2 separate regions of the Zea mays genome follow, and region 1 is linked to region 2. The links are chromatin contacts, called in public Hi-C maps. All regions are on one chromosome and are shown on one strand. Each heading gives the region's core, a stretch centred on a gene start, on an enhancer-like site or on the middle of the called end of the contact. The rest is flanking DNA. Distances are from core to core; before and after follow the strand shown.

Region 1 (5,092 bases), core at 202-2,701, 180 kb after region 2:
CGGTGCACCATGGACTCCAACTCCGAACTGCTCACCTTCGGGAATTCTGGGAGCCAGTCCGCTATAATTCACCGGACTGTCCGGTGTAGCACCGGACAGTGTCCGGTGGCGCACCGGACTGTCCGATGTGCCAGCGGAGCAACGACTACTTCAGCGCCAACGGTCGCCTGCAACCGCATTAAATGCGCTACAGTGCGCGCAGAAGTCAGGCACGCGTCAGAAGGCGCACCGGACAGTCTACAGGACCTATCCGGTGCACCACCGGACTGTCCGGTGGCCCAGAAGACAAAAGCTCCAACGGTCAGAATCCAACGGCTGGGTGATGTGGCAGGCGCACCGGACAGTGTCCGGTGACGCACCGGACTGTCCGGTGCAACATACGACAGCAGCCTTCACCAAACGGCTAGTTTGGTGGTTGGGGCTATAAATACCCCCAACCACCCACCATTCATAGCATCCAAGTTTTCAGACTTCCTACACCTTACAAGAGCTATAGCATTCAATACAAGACACACCAAAGAGATCAAGTCCTCTCCCAAATCCAAAGATCATTCCCAATCAATTAGTGACTAGTGAGAGAGTGACTTGTGTTCATTTGAGTTCTTGCGCTTGGATTGCTTCTTTTTCTCATTCTTTCTTGTGATCAACTCAATTGTAACCGAGACAAGAGACATCAATTGTGTGGTGGTCCTTGCGGGAACTTTGTGTCCCGTTTGATTGAGAAGAGAAGCTCACTCGGTCTAAGTGACCGTTTGAGAGAGGAAAAGGGTTGAAAGAGACCCGGTCTTTGTGACCACCTCAATGGGGAGTAGGTTTCCAAGAACCGAACCTCGGTAAAACAAATCCTTGTGTCTCACTCTTTATTTTGCTTGCGATTTGTTTTTCGCCCTCTCTCTCGGACTCGTTCATATTTCTAACGCTAACCCGGCTTGTAGTTGTGCTTAAGTTTATAAATTTCCTATTCACCCCCCTCTAGACGACTTTCATATCATTTATATCTTCTTTCTCTCCAGCAACGTTCTCTATATCCATCATTTACAGTCTTGTCTAAAAGATTTCATCCTCTATATCTCCTTTCTTTCCAACAACGTATTCTAAATCACATTCCCTATACCCAAATACCTATATTAGAGACATTTTTATTTTTTAAATACGTATTTACCATACTTTCAAATGTATTGTATATATTTTAGTTTTGCTAAATCGTTTATTTAAAGTATTTAAATAAATAGAGAATAGTTTAGAGAAACTCTATATATAGAGAATCCAGCAGCGTCCAGCGTCAAAGACCGATTGAAACTTATATTTAGGGTACACGAGCGAACCTGGCTGGATGGAGCCTAACTAATCCCAGATCACGTCCGTACCAAACTAGCCCCCTTACCTCCGTGCACAGATGGTCCGCTGACGTGCAGGATAGAACCTAGTCTGGCCCCACACGTCAGCGGGGCAGGACTGCAGAGGACGCTTCCCCGCGCCGCCGCTCTTTCGTCCACTCACGCCGGACGCCCCCGCCCGCGGCACTGCGCCGGTGGTCTCCTGACCGCCCACCCCTGATCGGGGCCCCTCGCCGGAGCTCTCCACCTGCCAGCGCCGGTGCTCGAGCGTGCGGGCGAGAGAGAGAGATAGACGGCGCTCACTCGTTCTGGGGGATTTTCCCTTCGAGACAGGGCCAAAGGGTACCGGTTACCAAACGAAACCGCTCCGTCCTGTCCGTCGCCCCTCGGTCCCTCTCCCTTCGGTTCGACCAAAGTCACCAAACGTATCGCAAACAAGCTCCTCGACCCGAGTTCGAGCTCAACTCGGCGGAGATCTCCACTCTTCAGCAAGGCGCGGGATGCCGGCGATGGCACCGGAGGACGATGAAGCACTGTACGAGATCCACCGGCACGCGTCGGGATCCCACGTGATCCCTCATGTGAGTGCCCGCCCCCTCCCTCTCCCCCTCCTCGTCCTCCCATGCTTTCTCCCTCTCGTAATCCAATCGCGGGCGCGTTGTGCTTGGGAGAGATGCGAGGTGGGTCATCGTAGATTCGCGCTCTTCAATAATGTTCCCTTGATGTCCATTTCCCGAATTCTGTTTTCGGGTGAGGGTGTCGCCAGAGTTCATAGCAATAGCTCACAATGTTTTTTCCCCTTTTAGCCTGTCTATCTATATGTGTTCTTTTTGTTTCGTACAACGTGGCTGCGAGTTGTTCAATTTACCAAGTTTTTAGTAGTATTTTGGAAGCTAAATAGCTGTGAAATCTTGATGGTCATCTTCATAGTTATGTAATTCTTGCAAACACAGCAAGAAGAATACCAAGGTGCTGCGACAAGTTGTGGTAGCTCAGATGCTGGAGGAGGAGGTGTCCTCTCCTATCTCTCCTTGCAAGGTACAATTCCTTCGCTTCGAAACCTTCACAAATCCATCCATACAGGATGTGGCGCTGACCATTTGCTTCTTCATGCTACCACCAACCACCCTTGAAGGTGTGAGCAAACTTAAGGAAAAGTGGGATAGGTACAGGGTGCTGGGGAAGAGTAGGCAGAGGAAGAAGGGGGATGGCGTCGCACTGTTTGTCTCACCAAATGCAGAATATGTGTCTGTAACTGTTGGGAATCACATCATCATCTTGAGGAAAGCCGATGGCTATGCATCACCTTGTGGTGTTTACACAAGTGAGTGAGCGTCCTGCTTGTTCCTTCATCGCTTTGGTTCTTCTAGTGTTATTCATTGGTGTTTACTATTATGTGTATTAAGCGTGAAAGAAATTGTCTCTCAATTCGCATGCATATAGAGTATTAAGTTATATTTATTGGAATGAGTGAACCACATATTACTTGAACTTCGAAGTCCTTTCAGAAATGTGGCATATGAGACCATCATAATTTGCATTTAATTTAACAAAAAATGTTATATGTGGAAGATATCTTTATTTGGTCGTGACAATAGCATTTTATGCTGTGTATTTTTAATATGCACTGCTGACGCAGAAGTAAGGTTGTTGTGACTCCAGTTTTCTAGCTTACCTCTCCCTTTGTTCAGGAAAGAATACAATTCTAACATAGTACTGAGTCAAACCATTTGGAGTTTGACCAAGTTTATTATAATAAAAATATCAATATTTATAATACCAAATAAGTGTCATTTGATTTGCCATGAAATATATTGTTAGTATACATATTTTGTGCTGTAAATATTGATCTTTTTCTATAATCTTGGTCAAACTTTAGAAAGTTTGACTAAGGATAGAGAAAGAATTGCATGTTTTCCTGGACATAGGTACTTCACATATAAATTGTCTATGTTAAGGCTCCAAATTTATTTATCCAAATGTCCGGGTGCAGGCTGCCATTTGCATGTTTAGAAGAAAAGTTGCACTGATTATTGAAAGAATTTCAGTCCATGCATCATTTTACCATTTACACCAAGCAAACATTTTACACTGCTCATTACATTTTCGTTCCTCAGGTTGACCAATTAATTTTTTTGGGAGATTAGGTGCCAGTTTTTGTTTATGTTGGCAGAAATATTGCACTATTGTCATTTTGCTACAATCCCTAGACAGTAGCAATCTGCATATTTCCATTTTCTTTTTAGTTTCTTGAAAATAGTTTTATAATATGGAACATAGTTTCATGTGCATTTTCTGCAGTAGAGGTCCGGGGGCATCATTTTTTCTGATTATCCACTGTATTGTAACTATTTCTGGTCAGATAATGACCGAATAGCATTTTTCACAAATGGGGCTTGGCTGGAGGCTCAAGGCGTTTTTGGTGTGGTGGATGACCTAAGCACACTTTACTTGATCAAAGAAAATGGGGAGTTACTAGCAAGGAGGACATGTGATCAGTTGAAGCTATCTTCTTCCATTATTGATCTGGTTTTGCAGGATGGTACAAGCTTACTTAGGTGATTATCAGTTGTTTTCAGTTGGGAGCTTTCCCCTTAAATCATGTATTATCCTTCATTTCGTGGGATAATTTGGCCTTAACTAATAATTTCCATTAATATTTGTAGGCCAGGTTTCTACATTTTTACAAGTGACTGCTTGGTTCATAGATTTGATTACACTGAAGAACCTGAGGCATGTTTATGCGAAGTTCCCATATCAACTAAAGATGCAATGTCAGCTAGGACTATCCAGTTACCTCGAAGTTTATCGTGCATTGATTACCATCAACGTCACTCGCTATTTGTCCTAGTTGGAGATTCCAATGTTTCATTTAGCTCCAATAGTTATTCTGGTATGCTCATTCACCAGCCTGTTCTCAACTTCTACACTTGCTAATCCTGCACTATATAGCTTGTTCACTGAAATTCAAATGGCGTTGTTTCTAATCTTCTTTATTATAATATTTTAGGAACCTATTTTATGTATCTATTACACTTCAACAAAAATCTGGAACTTAGTCTTTCATTTAAAAGCATGCAGTTGGAAGGGGTATTTTGTCCCCTGAAGGATCAAAGAACCTTTGTTTCATCCCCGAAAATCAGGATCTCGCCTCAGGGAAAGTATATTGCTACGTTGGATTTGACTGGTTTTGTAAACTTTTTTTCACTTGATGGTGACTTGCGCACTGTTCCACTTCAAACTCTTGGAAAGGCTAGACACCTAATTGATGTTAAGGACATCAGTTGGTGGACAGATAATGTTCTTATGTTGGTAAGAAAAGATGGTAGCATTAGCATGTACAGCATCACTGAAGACAAGATAGTTTCCAATGATGACCCGGTTTTATCTACACCAATATTGGAGAAGGCAAAGGCTACTGAAGGACATGCTTTTGTTTTGCAATCTAGGAGATATGGAACAAACACTCCAGTTAATAAGCGGATGGATAGTGACTCGGAACCTTGTCTGCTGAGTGGTTCTGGGGAGCACCAACAAACAGAAGGGGATGAAATGTCCTGGAGTCTGATATCATTCTCCAAAGTTACAGTAGCAGAAATGTACTCTGTTCTGATAAGAGAGAAACGATACAAGGACGCTTTAGATTTTGCTTCTAGATACAATCTAGATAAGGATGAAGTTCTTAAAGCATGCTGGTTGCACTCTGATGCCAATACTCATGAGATAGACTCGTACTTAGCAAAAATTAAAGACCA
Region 2 (5,051 bases), core at 2,229-4,728:
CGCAAAAGTTGTACTTCCAAAGTCATGGGTAGTTGAGTGACGTTCTGTGTTCTAGATAGCAGCACACCTCACTCTTTCAAACTCCACTCTTGAATAGTATTGTCTATAATAAAAATCAGTGTTTTGCACACTTGTTGTACGATCTGTTTGGGGTCTATCTTGACGCTGTCTGGTAACCCTTGTATCTCGTCTCTTATTTCAAACTTCAATTTATAATACAAAGCAGTGTTTTGCACGACCATATGCACAATATGTTAAAGATAACATAATAGCTACTATATTAAATATATATGATCGATCCAAACATGTAGTGTTAAAGGCCCAATCTTTTAATCTATGGTTCCATTAGTATCTATTAGCAAGAGAAAGGATAGCCAGCAGTCTGCTAAATCAGCATGCAACAATTAAAATATCCAAATAAGGCCACGGGTGTGGCAGAAGTAGCCCATCTTGGACCGACTGTCTCCAGCAACTTACCTATTCTATCGTCTATCATATCTTGTATTTTAAATTTCACTATGTAAACAATACAGTCAGTAATATAAAACAGTGTTTTTATGACCATATGCATGATCTACTGGAGACAACCTAGATTATGAGAGGTTTCAATATTTGGGACTCAATAATCAGCATGCTCCACACAGCTTATCCTCAATTCGTATGACTTCCATATTCTGATATCACTATGAATTCTTCATTTCAATTGTCTCTCTTCACTTTTCTTCAGTTTTTTCTTAATTCCTTTTATTTCCTTGCCTTCCCCGTACAGAGAAATTTCTTCAGAAGACATAGGAATCGTGTGCCGGATTGTGTGAGGCATCATCCGATCCATATTGAAACCCGGATATCGAAACCTCTCATTTGGATCCAGCAGCAACTAATAGTCCATACAGTAGTAGTTAACATAAACTAGCTAAAATATTGTTTGCTACCTATGGTTGTTGCTTGGATCCAAGACCTAAGGTGGGCGGATTGATGATTTTATCTACAACACCCTTCACATTTTAGAGCATGTAGCTAGATGTGTACAGGACGGTCGAAGCGTCTTTTCGCGATCTATTAGGGCTTGTTCGGTTATTCCCAATATACATGAATTGGATGAGATTGGAAAAAATGAGAAGAAGTTTGACTTGTTTGGAATTCAAACTCATCCAATCCCACTCAATCCACATGGATTGAGAGCTAACCGAACAAGCCCTTAGCTGGGTTAAGCGACATCTAGTGAGATGGTTGCTCGATGCGGACTATTAGTTTGACTTTGTCATAGCAAAAAAATTTAGCAACCGCTCCCTCCACTTTAAAAAATAGGGTATCGTTTTGACATTTATAAATACACTACATCTATATCTAGATACAAGGTAAAAGTCATATATCTCAAAAAGTCAAAACAATTTTGCAAATTAGGATGAAGGGATTAACTATTAGATAGGTGGATACAAACATTGCCTTAGCTTAAGGTGTATCGGATCCACCCTCTTCAGGCTTCCAGTAAATGCAATTTTACACTTTGTCTAATTCACAGAAAATAATATACATCTATCTATTATTCTAAATAGATATGCTACAGGAATATATATATTCTACAGATAATCTAGTGACTTGTTTAGTATGATAAAAAAAAGATACCGACTCCTTAAAGTTCAACTAAATTAAAGATACGTAGCCTGCCCCCCATGCTATAGATTGTATTCTTTCTTCAAGCAGTGAGTAAAGAAAGAAAGGACAATGTCTTACTCGCGGTAGGTTTAACGACTGAACATCAACAACAACAGCCTGACAAGCCAACGGTTGAGCAGCAGATTTCATGGATCATGTCTCCTTATCAGACTATCCTGCAATCCAGGTTCTATTACACATGCTACCATGCATGTCCCCAACACAGCCCGAACCTATTGACGCCACGTGACATGTCTAGTCCTAGTGTCGACGTGAGAGGTATGAGGCTAGAATTCATAGGAAAAAGGAAACGCTCCCAGTAAGAACGAAAGTTTGTTGTCGTCCTCACCGTGTAGCCGGACATGCCCCCGGGGTCGACGAAGGCGGAGGTGTGGAACACGCCGGCGCACCCGTCGAAGGCGCGGCGCAGGCCGTCCGGGTCCATCACGTTCGCCATCACCGTCGACACCCCCCCATCCCGGCCGTCCTCGCCGAACATCTCCATCTCCCGCAGCTTGTCCATGTCCTCTGCACGCCAAGACACGTACTTAGAGATCAAATAAACCGAAACGCTCGAAACCTGGGAGTGACCGGGGGGATTCGCTAGTGACGGACGACACGGCAGAACAGAGTCACTGTCAGCCCACGACGTGCGATAGCAAAGTTGTAGGCTGTGGTGGGGAGGTTTCAGAAACCTTAGCTAGACCCTCGCCACTGGCTCACCACGGTACCACTTGGAGTACTCTGTTCATCTACATGTTTGGCACTAGAGGACGACGACCAGTTTTATTACAAAGTCAAAGCGCAAGTTCTGGCGGGGACGGACGTGTGCTTCCCGTCTTTGCCGTGCAAGTTAGGTTGATCATAAGTTCGTTTCGTCCTTCGTCGTGTACTCGTGTTTCTCTCGGTCGTTTCAGCGGGTGCGTTGATCACAAAACAAACAAACAAAATAGAGTACCATCCAATCTTTTAGCAAACAAATGATAAAAGGGAAAGAGAGAAAAAGGTAGGCTCTGTTCTATTAGCCTTCGTCTGAAACGGAGCAAGAGGCCATTGTCAGCAAGGCAACTCATCATCGAGGGAAAGAATGAAGAGACGAGCCAGATGAAAACCTGGCCGGCGGCCTTTGCCCAACGCGAGAGAATGATAAGAACAAACGGGCTAACAGTAATAACGAGACAAGCGGGACCCCAATACTTTTCCTTCCTGTTTGTAGGCAGGCTTGCCTAAACACGTGAGAAGTCGAGGCGTTGGGACATGGACGCATGGTGCCGCGTGAACGAGCATGTCCGCTTCGTGCTTACCCATACTTTGTTTGATCCGGTGACCGCGCTTGCGGTCGACTGGTCGTGGACGATTCGCATCCAATCAGACGAGAGCGATCGCTTTCTGGGCTGAGATGGACGAGGATTTTTTTTTTCACGTATACCCCGTCCCTGCCACCGGGGCCGGGCCGGGCCGAGGGGCGCGCGCGAGAGCTTCAGAGCGAGCGAGAGAAGCAGCCGGGTAGGTTGGTGTGGGGGAGGACGGACGGGACGGCTGGTACCTTGCGTCTCCAGCGCGAGGCGGACGGTGTACCCGTGCCGGAGGAGGCGGTCGACGACGGCGAACCCGACGAAGGAGATGCCGCCAGTTACGCACACGGCGCGCGCCGCGGCCCCTCCGGCGTCACCCCGGGGAGCGCGCTTAGCGTCCGCGTGGCCCGCCGAGCGGCGCCACCCGCCCGCCAGGAGCGCGGCGCGCAGCTCGTCCACCTCCGCCTCAAGGCTCTGCGTGCTCCGAAGCACGCCCATGCCTGCCGGGCCTGCTCCCGCGCTGCTGCGGTAGTGCCTCTCGGTGTTGGTGGAGAGGGTATTCACGGCGAGTGGGGTGGGTAAAATAGCCACGTACTACACTACTAGGGCGAGCACCACTGGCTGAGCAGAGGAGAGGACTCGGCTGTCTTCGTCGCGCGACTGGGGTTGGGTAGGTAGGCTCGGTACTCTACCTTCACCGAGGCTTGTTTTTTGTCAGACGGAGCCTGGGCCTGCCGCCCGGGACATGGCCACATGGGTTGGGGTGGGGGGTAGCTGCGCTGGACGGCAGGCATCGCACGGGCGTTCCTGCCTGACGGTCCGTCTAGGTCTAGCCTTGGGTTCGGCTTCGGATCTTGTGAGAGTAATGTGCTCAACTCTTCTTGTCCTCCTCCGCTGCCTCCAACTTCTTCTTGGTGTTAATTTATTGCGCTGGAGCTGGTAGCGGAAGCAGCCACGCTATTGTATCGCAGGCCATTGATTTCGATGGTCCCTGTTTGATTATGAAGCTCAACAGTATACTAGCGCCTCATAGATAACCAGGCTCTATAACTGTCCGGATCCTGATCGAGACCGACGGAATATTTGATATCTTATATTATAACAGAGAGATAGATTATATGCACTACAGTAAACGCAGAAACGTCCGACGGCCAAAGCCGTCGGACATAAGGAATAAACCGTCGGAAATAGATTATTTCCGACGGTCAAGCCTTATCTCCGACGGCTTTAAGCCGTCGGAGATAACTCGTCGGAAATAGTGCTATGTCCGACGGCAGCCGTCGGACATAAGTTATCTCCGACGGCTGCCTATGCCCGTCGGAGATAACAAATCCCAACCGTTTTACCGGTCGGGATGTGGGTCCCACTGAATTAAGTCCGACGGCTCCCGCTAGGCCGTCGGAGATAAGCATTGCTTATGTCCGACGGTAGTTAATGCCGTCGGAAATAACAAAAGAGTTATGTCCGACGGCTACCATTAAGCCGTCGGACATAACAAATTACAGAATTTACACAAAATTCTGTTTTTTAAAAAATCTGACATTTACAAAACAAAAACAGATTCATGCACATATACAAATTCACATTCACAATCACAAATACACACATTCTAATAAGTATTCACAATCACAAATAGTCTCACATAAATATTAACATTCACAAATTTAACATCAACATATAGGTTCGACGGTTGTTGCAAACTGAAATTGTGTCTCACAAACAAGTGTTGCAAAGTGTTTCATAAAAAACATCACGACACATCAATCATATCCATCGTCTGGATGGTTCGAGTAGCCACCTCCTCCGGCTGGACTCTGCGTGTTGAAAATGGTGTTCACCCACGAATTTGTTGTGTCGTCCTGACCAAACCCATCTCCAGGTGCGGCAACTGAAGCGGGTGGTGTCTGAAATCCCTATAACACAAGCACATGAAATAGTAACCACTCAGTTGTTCATTTAAACACATAAGACATTTATGAACATGTCACACACGCATATGTGTACATACCATAGGGAATTGTGACGGAGGCGGAGACGGAGGTGGAGGCGCCAACATTGGCATTGGCAGTGCAAAGTCCGGAGGCGGCATCCCATATGTCG

What was found. A called contact is a pair of places that touch in the nucleus more often than the background predicts.
Region 1: a Hi-C map of leaf shows a contact between it and region 2, with 2.7 times the contacts expected there. The contact joins the promoter of LOC100193870 here to the promoter of LOC103636116 in region 2. A contact is called at or near these places in 18 of 25 Hi-C or Micro-C datasets (bundle sheath, ear, endosperm and 6 more) and 2 of 3 datasets of contacts at active chromatin or transcription factors (leaf and seedling).

Annotation. Positions count from the first base shown.
Region 1 is chr8:150,196,229-150,201,320 of Zm-B73-REFERENCE-NAM-5.0, forward strand. It overlaps LOC100193870 (MAG2-interacting protein 2), which reads left to right and starts at 1,452. Exons shown (of 11, transcript NM_001359312.1): 1 at 1,452-1,918; 2 at 2,291-2,375; 3 at 2,473-2,661; 4 at 3,700-3,895; 5 at 4,004-4,230; 6 at 4,348-5,092. The coding sequence starts at 1,838.
Region 2 is chr8:150,016,924-150,021,974 of Zm-B73-REFERENCE-NAM-5.0, forward strand. LOC103636116 (cinnamoyl-CoA reductase 1) reads right to left here and starts at 3,479. Exons shown (of 5, transcript NM_001301557.1): 1 at 3,203-3,479; 2 at 2,006-2,184. The coding sequence starts at 3,449.